Linked DNA regions of Mus musculus: region 2 is linked to region 1. The links are chromatin contacts, called in public Hi-C maps. All regions are on one chromosome and are shown on one strand. Each heading gives the region's core, a stretch centred on a gene start, on an enhancer-like site or on the middle of the called end of the contact. The rest is flanking DNA. Distances are from core to core; before and after follow the strand shown. Region 1 has its middle 21 kb from the start of n-TNgtt9. Region 2 overlaps Pip4k2a (phosphatidylinositol-5-phosphate 4-kinase, type II, alpha).

What was found. A called contact is a pair of places that touch in the nucleus more often than the background predicts.
Region 2: a Hi-C map of CD8 T cells shows a contact between it and region 1, with 6 times the contacts expected there. The contact joins two enhancer-like sites. A contact is called at or near these places in 1 of 484 Hi-C or Micro-C datasets (CD8 T cells) and 1 of 115 datasets of contacts at active chromatin or transcription factors (memory CD8 T cells).

The regions. Positions count from the first base shown.
Region 1 is chr2:18,606,771-18,610,007 of GRCm38.p6, reverse strand. No RefSeq gene overlaps it. Among named protein-coding and RNA genes, the nearest start is that of n-TNgtt9, 21 kb to the right of the region's middle. Within about 2 kb of position 1,972, at least 210 of the 459 cell types and tissues checked have an H3K27ac peak or open chromatin away from gene starts, as enhancers often do. A contact at or near this core is called in CD8 T cells and memory CD8 T cells, where this site is marked.
Region 2 is chr2:18,937,563-18,940,545 of GRCm38.p6, reverse strand. All of the region lies in intron 1 of Pip4k2a (phosphatidylinositol-5-phosphate 4-kinase, type II, alpha), which reads left to right. Among named protein-coding and RNA genes, the nearest start is that of Pip4k2a, 59 kb to the left of the region's middle. Within about 2 kb of position 1,310, at least 57 of the 459 cell types and tissues checked have an H3K27ac peak or open chromatin away from gene starts, as enhancers often do. A contact at or near this core is called in CD8 T cells and memory CD8 T cells, where this site is marked.

The sequences.
Region 1 (3,237 bases), core at 723-3,222:
GCTAGTGTGCGCAGCCCGGACTTGGAGGTGCCAATTTTAGGGTGCGTTTGTCTTCCGGTTTCAAATTACCGCGGGATGGAAGACAAGCACCTGGGGGTGGGGGGTGGGGGTAATGACAGGTACCAGTGGCCTCGGGAAGGGAGACGACAGGCAGTGCTCTCTGTTGGAAAGGAGGACAACCAACCAACTTTATGCCTGGAAGAAAACTTCTTCCAGGCATAAAGTCAGAACAGAGCCCACGGAACCGCCGCCGGGCGATGTGGGTATCGGTCACGCCGGCGGCGATCGCGAGTGGCTAGCTGTTTTTTGCTTTGGTCCTGAGGGAGCGGTCGCCTCCTTCCTTCCAGCCTGAGTCCTTCTCACCTGGAGGGGACGAAGCCAGAGGCTCCGGCCTGGTCCACAACATAGCTCCGGGCAAGTGCGGGGCTCTGGCCTCAGGGTACTCCGGCTTGGAGTGTCGGGGCCCGCTAGCTCCCCGAGTCCTTGGGAAAGGGAGGGGACACCAGGCACCCAGGGCCTTCCTTAGCTCCGGCGAGGATGGGATTTGGAGGAAAGGACAACCCTCGTCATGAAAAGGGGAGAATTGTGAAAAAGACGTGCGTGAGGTTCAGGGTGACACTATGTCAGAGCGACATAGGGCGGGACGAGTGGCGGACGCGGCTTCTATCTGGGGGTGCCTCCAGTTACCCCAAGATCTACCGGGGGAGCTTTGATACCTCGGACGTAGGGGTGGGATGGAGCGACCCGCGGACCTGGAGGTCCGGGCGGTCAGCCCGACAGTCGACCCTGTAAGAGGTCTAGGCGGAGAGCAACCAGGGTAGAGACTTGGTGGCTGTGCGCAGGAGGAGGTGGCTGACCGCCCGCCCCCAGGTGGGATGAGGAGGGGGGCGGGAGGCCCGAAATCCCTTCCAGAAAGGCTCGGATCTTGGGGCACTGTGCTCCGCTATTTTCAGCTAGCACCCTTCTCTTTAAGGGCGTCCTTCCTCTTTTTCTTTCTTTGATCAATCTAGTAACGCCTCCTTCCTGCACTAGCGTCTGCCACTCACCGTTCCAACGTCAAGGACATGAACTCCGAGGGGTGCAGCGCCCGAGGGCCACTTGCAACCGGGTTCCTCACCCCTCAGCCCTGAAGGGCAGTAAGGTCCCCCAGCTAACCCTGCAGCCCTGCGAGGCACGTATAAGAAGGGCCTCCAGCTAGGTCCTGTCCCCTGCAGCCCTGCAAGGGCAAAACCAGGCACTGGGGTTCCCAGCTGGAGCCTGCACCCTACAGCCCTACCAGGAAGACAGGCCTGAGGCTCCCCCCTGTGCTCTGTACCCTGAAGCCCTGTAAGGCAGGCACGATGGTTCCCAGCTGGGCCCTGCACACTGAAGCCCCTCAAGGTATATAGATGGCCACGAAGGTCCCCCAACTGAGCCCTGCATCCTGTCCTGCCGCCAAGCCCTCTGCCCAAGCGGCAGAAACCCACTGGCACAGGTCCCCAGCCGCCGGAGAAAAATCAACCACGACAAAGGGCTGCACGAATATGGCGCTGTTGGAAATGGAGCCTGGACACCGGAGCAGCCTGGCTGGAGCACTGCCTCGGCCTCCTCGCTCTTCCTGGTGCTCTGGCTTTCCACTCCTGGGTTCTCCATCTGGCATCCTCTAACCCGCGGACCCTGAACAGTTTTTATCCTACTGTCCCTTCCCGTGTCTCCCTCCTTCCTGTCCCTCTCGGTTCCTCTTTCTCCATTTTGAGTCTGTGGCCGGCGCGTTTCTTGCCTGCTGGGCTCACAGGTGGGCCATTCTCTTTTCTGTCTGTCTGTCTTTCTGTCTGTCGTTTGCTCTCTCTCGCTCTCTCTCTTTCTCTCTCCCTCCCTTCCTCCCTCTCTCCTGTTGAGTGTGGGCTAGAGAGGGCGTCCAGGTGCGAGCCTAGGCTGCCAAGGGCCAGGGTGGCAAGCTGGTGACCTCAGAAGCCACTGTGTGCCCAGTGCTCCCCAGCAGCGGAGGGGGACTTCTTGGGGTGGGGTGCTGTTGTCTCCTGCTGCAAGGAGATTAGCGCTCTCTCTCTCTCTCTCTCTCTCTCTCTCTCTCTCTCTCTCTCTCTCTCTCTCTCTCTCTCTCTCTCTCTCCCTCTCTGTCTCCTCTCTCTTTGTCTGTGTCTCTGTCTGACCCGTCCCTGTCTCTCTGTCTCTTTCCCTCCCTCCTTCCTTCTCTTTCTTGTTTTCTGGTTTTGGTTAGCTAGTTGGCTTCCTCCCGTGCTTTCTTTTCTTTTATTGCAACTGGGAGTTTTGCACTGTATTTCAATAGACTAGGAATCAGAATCGTCTTTCTGGACAGACTTCCAGAGATGAGTTGTAGAGAGACCGGCAAAGAAGACAGAGATATTAATTCGTGTTTTTTTTCCCGTTAAACACGGGGACTCCCAAGCAGTAAGGTGGTTAGGTGTTTCTTTTAAATTATTCACTTTTTATACTTATCGCCTTTTCTCTCTCCCTCTCCCTCTCCTTCTCCCTCCCCCCACTTATCTGAACTCAAGAATGCTGATTTTGAATTAAAATTATTCCTAAATGGTGGTCCGTGGGGAGTTCTCTGAGAAGCAGTGTGATTTTGAAGTCTCTTGGCTGCGGGACTAGCGACAAGTGTCTTCCTGAAAAGTCTCATTGAGGAGGCGTTTCTCTGTGAGGTAGCTGGGTTGGATTCTTTGTTTTTTTTCAAGCAGATGATAGAAGCATTTCAAGTCAACGGAGGCAATGACATCATTTGCTGTCTGAGACATTTCTTTCAGTCATAATGGGGGAAGTTGGTCTATATATAGAAACTGAAAATAAAATAATTCACCTTTCCAACTATGTTTTAACCTTCTAGATTCACATTTTCAAGAACATTCTATTCTGTCCCCCTCACTCCAGAACAAAACGAAGGTGTTCCTCCTTTGTGTGATAGATTTTGGAATTCCTGGAAATATTTGAAAGATTAAATTTCTGAGACTCTTAAGAAAAAAAAAAAAAACCAAGGGGAATTGTTCTGAGCAGAACTTACAGGGTGTCTCATTTAAAACAAAACAGTTTCCTTGGTTTATATTGATTGCCTTCAATTAAAATCAGGTTTTAAGTACTTCTTTTCAGGCTATTTACAAAAGGGGAGAAAGCTCACAGGTCTTGGCATGAGACTTAGCAATACAGCCAGGCCTTGCTAAACTTAGAGTGGTAACTTCAAATCATAGATGTGAAAGCTGGCAGCAAACATTCTTTTGATTT
Region 2 (2,983 bases), core at 61-2,560, 330 kb before region 1:
CTTAGTGATTTTTTTTTTTAAATCACAGATAGTTAAACCTTCCAATATCGCTAATTTCTTAGAGTTACGGCAGCCACGTCATCACAAAGACATTGCTTCCCAGAAGTAGTTATCCCCTGGGATATCACAGTTACTGCATGGGATAGATAAGAATTGTCACGTGTAGCTTATAAACTCATGGATGCTAATTACTGCTTGTTAAGCACACATTTAAGCCCTGTGTCTCTGTGAGCTCAGTTATACAAGTCAGAGTCTATGGAGGAAAACTGACTTGACCCTCAGGCCCCCACATCTGTATGCATGCACACACACACACACATGCTCACACACATGAACAGTACATACGTAATGAACTACAGAGCATGCAAGACGTTTTTTGAGATCAGTACTGTGTAGATATACAAATGAAATGGTACTTAAATGAGAGAGAGGATGACTGAGACCAGAAACTCCTTAATCACCTCACTAACACTGAGGTGAGATCTGTCTTGTTTATAGACTGCTGCTGTGGTAAGTTCCGATGTTCCATGGGGAGGTGTGTAGGGCTGATCCTGTCTCCATTTTGTAATTGAGGAAACTGGGGCAGAAAAAGAACAGTATTCCAGTAAGGCATTTACAGCTGCCTGTAAATTCCCATGAGAGGTTGGAAATCGGAAAGTGCCATTTGTGCTGGAGGAATAGCCTAGAGAGGTTTGGGGCATCTTTAAAGCCAGGCGTGGTGGTCCACATCTGCGGGCCCCATGAGAGAATCAAAAGTTAGAGACTGCCTGAGCTACATGGTGAGACCTGGTCTCAACAAAACAAAAAGTGAGAAAGTAAACTTTAAACAAGAAAGAAACTTTTTTTTTGAGTGGGAAAAACACAGCCCAATGAGAAAGAGTCTTGCAGGCATTTATAGACCCATCTGATAAAGGAATACTGGAAAATATTAAATTATTCATAAGTTGCCTGATAACTAGTAAATAAATGCATGACGGAACATTTAGAATTTGGCACAGCCTTTGAGAAAAGCTATTAAACAAATGTATTGTGCGAGAACAAAAGGCTTTAGTGAAATTTTTACTCGGATAAATTGGATGACAGACAGCTAAACTCCCAACTAAAGCTACAAATGAACGTATCACAGTGATCTAATTAGTGAGTTATCTTATAGGGCCAGTTGACTTTAAAAATTATATTTTGAGGGAGCGAAGAGGCCTGGTTCTTGGAGGTGAGACGCTGCTGAGTGGGGCTTGCTTGCTGCCCCTGGGCAGATGGCATGTCCTCGGCCACACTCTGATCCCCACAGATAACCCTTCGGATTGCTTGCCTGCTGTTTGAAGACCGTGTTGCAATCTTTAGCCTTTATTGGGCAAATTGATCTCTTAAAGACATTGTGGTCTGGCAGGGCCACTTCTTGTTCATTAGGTCTGAAGTGTGTTTTAAATAGCTACATTCAATTAGACTCGCCACCTGAGAGCACGAGAAGAAAATGTGCCTCTTGCAGACCACAGGAGCAGGGGGAGGCTTTGTGTTGGATTGTGGTTAATCTGCCGTCTGCACTTCCTGGACAGAAACTGCTTAAGTAAAGAGCACGTGTTGGGGTTTCTTCCATAAAAATCAAAGTTCTGTGTGAAGTAACAGGGCAGTCACATATTCATGACTAAATTTTTCATTCTGAGTGGAAATCCTGGGAGAAGATAATGCTTATTATCTAGAGCCTGTGGTTAAATATTTTCAAAGACGCTTATAAAAATTGGGATAGGAGGAATAAGAGAAAGAAGCTGCCCCATGGGGTGGGGACACCTCTCTTTGGTGGGATCTTTGAGAAGGCTATAATAACCTAAGGCTCAGGTAATACCCGGGCTAAAAGTACACGCAGAGCGAGCGCCCACACCATAGAGGGTTAAGGAATTCACCGTCTCTCCTACATTTTTAACTGTTAAGGTTTTTTGTTCTTTAAGTATTCTCTATGCTTCATGTCAATTGTTACACATTTAAATTTTTTTTTTCTTAACTTGTGTATCATAAAATGGAATCTTTTTGAGGAGAAGGGAAACAAATACTAGATAACCCCCTGGATCATGTGATGTGACTGTGGAGAGGGGCCAACAGGAAGAGCAGGCCTGGCCACAGTTTTCCAGGAAGGCTTTGAGGATGAAGGGAATCCGATCTCAGCAGTCCTGAGGGTGTGCAGTCTCCCAGGGGGATTGTGGAGGGCTGTGGGTTAGGGGCCTTCAGGAGGAAAGCTGTGCCTTCAATGGCTTCCTTGGAATTTTTATTTTCTGTGTGTTTTTCCTAGAACATCACTCTTCTTTCCACATGTGGTAATTGTTGTCCCTTCCTTAGCCCTCTGCCCCAGGCCTGATGCTGGATCTTCCTGCGGCATCCTGGCAGTGCTGTTGAGAGAACTCCAAAGGGTCCTCATGGTCCCACATGAGTTCATGTTTTCATGGGGTCACTTACGGATTGCTTCATGCTCTTTCTATGGACCAGATGAGCAGAAAATCTCCACCATCCCCTGTGTCTGCTAGGGGTGTGTCTCTTAGTACCTGAGACAAAAGTGAGGAATGTGGTGGTGGGAGGAAGAGTTCTGGGCCAGCTGTCACCCAGCCATCTGATCTTCCTGTTGAATGTGGGCTACAGTAGCAGTTACAGTGGCAACATTGGTTTTCCCCTGCACAGGGTCTAGAGCAGATGCGTCTCCCACAGGGTGTACAGCAGGAGGCTGCCTGTCACTACCTCCTACTGCCTCCCTTGCCTTTCATTTTCTTATCTGTGTGTGTGCTTCCACTCCATCCCTGCTGCTTCTCATAAAATAATGACGTGTTTACTTTAAGACAGAGCAGGAAATACACATTGCCATTTAGATATGAAATTATCTGGAAAGACTTAGAATCTTATTGTCCTGCCCCCTGCTGTGCTGCTGAAGTCCCCTGTGGCCTCTTCCTTACTGCGTTCTCCTGCTCTCCCTTCTCTGCTCCCATGAGATAATTAATAATAA